Linked DNA regions of Gasterosteus aculeatus: region 2 is linked to region 1. The links are chromatin contacts, called in public Hi-C maps. All regions are on one chromosome and are shown on one strand. Each heading gives the region's core, a stretch centred on a gene start, on an enhancer-like site or on the middle of the called end of the contact. The rest is flanking DNA. Distances are from core to core; before and after follow the strand shown. Region 1 holds the start of klf17 (Kruppel like factor 17). Region 2 has its middle 46 kb from the start of klf17.

Region 1 (3,492 bases), core at 715-3,214:
GGAAAAACCTGAGCCCAGGGCACTTCTTCATCTGGATCTGATTCTCTATTCTTGGCTGGTTGCTTTTGACATGACCGGGGCCTGATACAGACTTTGATGGAACAAGATAAAGGACAGGTTTCTGACAGGCAGGAGATGGTAGTACTTCTCAGCGGGTTTTACTTCGGACAGCAAGGAAACTGAGACATAAAATTGGTTCAGTAGAACAATTAGTTCCCCACAACCTAGACAAGGAAGATACCTTTAGATAAAAACACAGTTTCTGAAAGAAATATGAGTGTTTTCCTGCTCCATGTACGTCTGTATCCTCGGCCAAGCATCTAAAGGTGGCTGCAAAGTGCAAGCAGAGGAAGCAACTGTCTAGTGTTTCCTCAGGAAACAGAGTCCATTTCCATTTCAGGCCTGTGGACAGAACCGGAATCTGTTCTGCGTAAGCGCTGCAGGGTTAAAAATACCGGAGTATAAAGGCAAAGAGTTGGAGCACACTGGTCCGTCACGACACCTGCAAGGGCACAGAGACAAAAAACACTTGCATTTAAAACCAAAGCTGCCCAATCTAATGACATATATTCTGTGGAAAAAGAATGAAACATTTTTTTTCTATTGTCAAAAAATACTTTCTTTTTTAATTACATGTTGTTGTTTTGTTTTTTTTCTTCGTTAGAATAAACTTAGAATGACAATCACTAAACAACTTACATTGCTTGTGCTGACGTTAATAAACTTGAAATAGATGTAACAAAATACAGAAATAATCTTATACAACCTTAAATAATATATATATTCCCTTTTTTTTCCTAAATAGTATTTTACAGACACAGACATGTACAGCATGTTATCTTAATTATTAAACACAGAGGGATGTCCATGCACAAATTAAAGAGTACCACTCATTCAATTTGCTTGTTTCTTTTTATGATTTTTAAAAACTTTTCAACCTAATAGTTGGAATACTTAATAATAATACATTTAATTTATATAGCGCTTTTCCAAATGCTTACGTCACTTTACATAAAATGTTTTTTTTAATCCTAAAAGCTAAATAAATAAAAACAAGCAATTAGCGAACACACACAGAACACAGTCATTACATTAAGATTCCCTATTTAAAAAACCTATTCGAGTATATATTTTACCTGGAATGTATGTTAATATAACCCCGAAATAAAGACACCAAATAGTAAAGCTCGGTACTCAAACTTCAGTAAGACCTGAAAGAGTAAGTGAAACCATTTCTTGGTCTAATTCTTTCCTGTGGGCGCTTCTCAGGCACCTGAACACTTCACGGCACTCTCGGGACCGCGTGGGGGGGGAGGAGGGGGGTCATTAAGAAACACGGACAGCTTTGTTGACAACCAGATTAGCCGGTTGTTTCGATGAGCCGCCACTTCACACGTTTGCGGTGAACGTGCAGGGATCTGCCAGGGACAAATTAATGAGGTGAGCTGCGGGTGCGCTTTCGAAGAGCGCGGGGGGACGAAACCGCTGGGGGACATTTCTCCACGTCCGAAGGGCGGCGAGTGATGTCAGACTTGTCCTCATAAAATTGTTCATTTTGTCTTCACTTTATGACACTCCGCACGAGGACTTCCGGCCACCTCAGTGACCTGGCACGCACTGGAACGCTGGCCTCTTGGCACGCACTGGAACGCTGGCCCCGTTCAGTGTCGGCCCCCTGCACCCGCCTCCGAGTGTTTTTGCACCTCAGTTAGTTAAACATCTTCACAAAGTCGTCCCCACTGACGACCGGCCAGTTTTTAAAGCATGCACATGTAACATGAACTCATTTGCCCCCTTCGTGTCCCAGCGTTGACAAATCATGGGGCATTATTGTGGGCGCTTTACTGACTTACCTGCGTGACGCACCTGAATGCCACTCAATGTTTGTTTGCGCCATTTAGTTGCCGTGGGGTTTGGACGGAGGGCTGAAGCCCCGCCTCTCCCCTTTGGAAGGAGGTATAAAGACGCTGCGTGTGCGCGGCGGACACTCGCATTCCGATAACGTTCCGCTGCTGTCAAACAGACGGACGCTGCATGGATTCATAGCAGAGTTTAGCAGAATTCGGGTTTGCGGTTTCTAACTTTAGTTTTCGAGACTTCTAACCGGTCAGCATGGCTCTGGCTGAAGCGATGACGCCTGTCTCCTTTCCAAACATCCAAGCCATGGAAGCCAAACAGTTCGAACATGTAAGTAGAGGATTTCATCTCAGCGTCTGTTTCCTGCTGTGTAGATGTACTGTGTTGCCTCGCAAGCTGGAATGTTGGTTTTAACTCCCCCGTTTGCTTCCCCACGAACAGATGTGCAAGGTGGACGAGTATGCGCGCCGCGGCGCAACAGGCAGCGCGTCCAGCCCGCTCCTCGAAGTGGAGTTCAGCATCGTGCGCGCCCCCGCCGCGCTGCCCAAAGACGATGACGACCTCGGGAAGTTCCTGGACATCGAGTTCATTTTGTCCAACACCATCGACTCCAATGTAATGAGCAGCAGCGGGAGCGTCTCTCCGCCGCAGCAGCGCGCGTACTCCCTGCCGGAGTCGCCGGAGAGCTGCGGCGGGGGTTCTGCGTTGGACGGCGGCGACCGCGGGCACAATCCCGCTGGCCTGGCCGCGCAGAGCTACAACGTTGCGGGTATCTTTGCGGACTCGAGTCCGGTCCGCAGCCTCATGGCCGAGCTGCTCACGACGGAGATTCGCTACCCGGGGGAGAGCTCGCCGGAGTGCGCGGGGAAGGCGAGAGACAGGCGCGAGTACACCGAACTGCGGGCAGTGAATCCGGTCTCCGCACCGGCCGCTCCCACTCATCACCAAGTGGCCGCCTCTCCTCCGCCGCTTGGATACAAAATTAAAAGCGAGCCCGTCGGTCAGTCCTGCATGGTGGCCGCCGGTTGCGGGGACTTTATGGGACAGATGTACGAGAGAGCCCAGATGCGCTCTGTGCAGCAATCTGTGTACACGCACCGCCAGGCTGCAGTTCCAGGCGCTCTGCCGGGATTCAGCGCGCACCCCATGCAGAACTCTGTACCTCAGGGACGCACAGACTGCCATATGGCGCAAATGAACACTCACCATAGCCAACAACATCTGCAAAACCAGTACATGAGCGCGCCCTACCAGCCGCAGTACGTGCACCAGAGCGTGGCGCAGTTTCCAGGACCGTACGGCGTTCACCAGCACCAGCCGCAGCAGCATCCCGCATCCATGCAGGGAATGATGCTCACCCCGCCGTCTTCTCCATCACTGTTGGAGTTCTACGCACAAGAGGAGGCGTTGAGCGGCAAACAGAAGCGCGGGCGCAGGTCGTGGGCCAGAAAACGCGCCGCGACGCACAGCTGCGACTTCCTCGGCTGTGGGAAAACCTACACCAAGAGCTCCCACCTCAAAGCCCACATGAGAACTCACACGGGTAAGCACATTTCTGAACACAGCGCAATTGTCAGCATTTTTGCCCCTTTTCTTTTGACTGTTGTTCTTGCACTGCAATCTAAACAAAGTGTT
Region 2 (3,492 bases), core at 628-3,127, 46 kb before region 1:
ATGTTATCTATCTAATGTTACCGCAAAATAAAATGAAATATGACAGGACTTTAGCTCCTTTAGCTTAGCTTAACATTCCGCTCGCAGTTAGCATGTTCGCACTAAAAAAATACTACCAAATACAACGTAGACGTTTATGAATATACGTTAATACATCTTTTTACCCTCACATTGGCAAAGTACCGTGACGAGTAGCTCAATGAGACTTGCGCGTGGCCTGTGTGCGCGTGCGTGTGACCTGGTTTGCCTTCCTCCAATAGAGAAACTTGACGATCACAGCTGCGCCTCGTTGGGGCGCGCGGACACGCCGGCTGCCATGACGTCACGCTAGAGTCTCGGGCGACTCACGTACGGAATCACCGGACTCCTAAAGGGCCCCAAGCAGCTGTTTGATTCTGTTACAATTGTGATTTATTAATACCTGAAACGCGTTTATCCCTCCGCCCGCGGCCCTGCAGCTTCCACATGTGCAGCAAACATTCCACTTGACAAAGTAGTTCCTCGCATTGACAAAACCACCACGTTGATAAAAGCAGAGCCTGGATTTAATGAGTGGAGGTATGTTGGTCAAGTTCTGCGTCGAAATGGCAAGTGTACACAATTAGAGGTGTTATAGGCTCATGCAACATTTTATGAATATATTCTAACAGGCTGGAGTCACTTATGATTCCAATCATCAAAGAGTGTATTCAGTAATACGTTAGGAGTCACTAATGCAAGTAGAATATGTGCTGTAGTTTTAACAATTAAAATCATCACAACTGTTTTCCCTACAGAGCAGTGTGTGTGCGTTTGACACAAACTACATATTGATTCAGCCACCTTACTTACTGGATGGATGAAGACAATACGTGGCCAGTTCAGAGTGTGTGATTGTGTGTGTGTGTGTGTGTGTGCACGTCTGTTGTGTTTTGTGCCCGAGGTAGGAGGACATCAATCCAAGAGGCGCCTGCAGAAAGCGGCAGGAAATTGAACGAGTTGATAGAAGAACCCCCTGAAGGCTGCTTCAGAGTCATTAAGGCCATTTAGCCCCTCAGCTCGCTCCACCCAAAACCACAGGCACAAGATGATAAGTCCTTTGTGCGTATTCTATTGTATGCTTTAGATGAGCGAAAACGGGACTATTGTTACATAATACAAAGTTTGGAAATGGGAAAGGGAGCGGGTGCAATAAATGAGACATTTTTGAGACAAAATGTTTGACAAATATTATTGGCATTTTAAAGTTATTGAAAATAATGGCAGGACGCTTTTGTAAAAAAAAAATGAACATTGACAGCAAGCCAGTGGTATGCAAACTCCCTGTTGAGGTACGTGTATTTTCATTCTGAGCAATTGTATACTTTCTCCTCAATTCATTTGAAATGTTGCTGATTATACTTGACTACTTAATAGAAGTAACATGTTGAGTACTTTAACCATTTGTACCTTGGGGCATTGTTACAAGTGAAGACTTTTATTTACAATAATCAATATCATTACTCATATCAATATTAGGAAACAACCATTGTATGAGTAATTATATTGATCATTTATTTCCTCCTTGTAGCCCTGAGACGATTATGAGGGTTTGGTTCTGTGTTCGAGGCTCTCGTGGAGACATTTCCAGCCCTTTATGAACCCTTTCTGTTAGATGGCATTGAGTGCCGACCTTTCACAAGAGAATTACCCACAAGTCATCACGGGATTACATGGAGATGTAAAAAAGACGCTTAAGAGTTTAATGTGTGTTAAGTTTGGACTATTAGATTGACACAGAAGCATCAAAGATTGATAGATAGTTTCTTCAATTGTACGTCTTAGTTTTTGCATTGTCGTGGTGACAGGGTATGCTGCAGGGCGAGGGGGGGGGGCAAACCTGTCGTCCTGCAGGGACAATAACCTTCCACAGAGTGGCAGTGTTGGATAGCAAACAGACTCCCAGCGTCTCATAGATAAAAACAGTTATATCTTTATTAGATACAAATACGTGATATTTCCCATTAACATGTTAGTTTGGGTGAGTGGGGAGCACGGTCGTCCTCCAATCAGAGGGTTGTCGGTTCGATCCCAGGCTCTGCTAACCCGCATGTCGTTGTGTCATTGGGCAAGACACTTAACCCAACATTGCTCCTGTAGCTGCGACTACAGTGTGTGAATGGTAGTTACTGATGGCAGGTGTCACTGTGTATGGTTCTCCTGTCAGCAATGTATGAATGGGTGTGAATGGGTGAATGATGTCATGTAGTGTTAAAGCGCTTTGAGTGGTCAGAAGACTAGAAAAGCGCTATGCAAGTACAGTCCATTTACCATTTACCATTTTCTACTAAGAAATGTACTAGGTTATTCAAGATCAGTGATATGCAGATCAACGAGTGCTTGAAGTCAAGCTGTCAGACGTTGATACATTTCTGCTGAAGCTGAAAGTAGGAATACGAGTATCCGACAAACGTGGACAAAAAGGAGCCGGCTCATCTCATCCGTTTCATCTGCTCCTCCTGCCCCCTTCACCACCACTCCTTTCATCTTGGCAAGCCCCCCGGGGGAGAACACTGGCCCACTGTGTGTGTGTGTGTGTGTGTGTGTGTGTGTGTGTGTGTGGTTGAGTGAAGTAGGGAAAGAGGGGGGGGGGGGTCTCCAGGTCTTGCCACAGGTTCCCATATCTTGAAAGGGAGATGACAACATGAGATACTGGTGAAAAGCAGTAACAGTGGTTTGTGGAACACTAGTATGTGAGTGTTGAGGGTCTCCTCCCTCCTGACCCCCCCCCCGGCACTAGCAGAGTGCAGACGTTGTCCTCAGACCTCATTCTTCTGTGGGACGGACGTCCCCAATTTTACAGATATGGGTAGTCCCATCGTGAGCCGTACAGGAGCAGACCCCCGTTGTGTCCACGGAGGTGTGAGGGGGGGGGGGGCAGGTAGCGTGTGCACGGTGTTGTGAAGCATGGCCAATAATCACCTGTCCTTTACAGTCATTTCATGTAATAATACTTTTCCTTTTCACAGGATCGTACCATGATGAAATCATACATTGGGATATAGTGATGAACAACTATTTTTGTCTAAATAACAAGTATTAACTAAACTAAAATTTCTCCAAAAATCTGATAACAATTCTGCTGTGGGATGACATGTAGTTCATTGTTTACATGCATGAAAACACAGCCGGTCCATAGCTGAACGTAATTAGGTTTTCAAACTTTTTTCTTTCACTTCACTTGATATTCTTGTCTTATATTTGTCCTAAAGTCCTGAATAAAGGAGAAAATACAACAATTTTTCATGTATTGTAATCACACAGGAGGATGCAACGCGTGTGTTAGCTACGTTCTGAATACATTAGAAGAAATATTATGACTTCATAACCTGAACCTTCCTCTGACCATGATTGTAATATTAACATCTCATATTGTAAAATCAGTGAGACCCGTTAACATTAGAATTAGGGCACAACAAACCAATCGACTCCCTACCAGCACCAGAACCCACACAGACACATACAGACAACGGC

Evidence for each region. A called contact is a pair of places that touch in the nucleus more often than the background predicts.
Region 2: a contact with region 1 is called in a Hi-C map of whole body, with 4 times the contacts expected there. The contact joins the enhancer-like site here to the promoter of klf17 in region 1. A contact is called at or near these places in 5 of 6 Hi-C or Micro-C datasets (liver, skeletal muscle, tail fin and 1 more).

Annotation. Positions count from the first base shown.
Region 1 is chr3:5,320,605-5,324,096 of fGasAcu3.hap1.1, reverse strand. klf17 (Kruppel like factor 17) reads left to right here and starts at 1,964. Exons shown (of 3, transcript XM_040172097.2): 1 at 1,964-2,187; 2 at 2,299-3,400. The coding sequence starts at 2,113.
Region 2 is chr3:5,366,311-5,369,802 of fGasAcu3.hap1.1, reverse strand. No RefSeq gene overlaps it. Among protein-coding and RNA genes, the nearest start is that of klf17, 46 kb to the right of the region's middle. Within about 2 kb of position 1,877, at least 6 of the 9 cell types and tissues checked have open chromatin away from gene starts, as enhancers often do.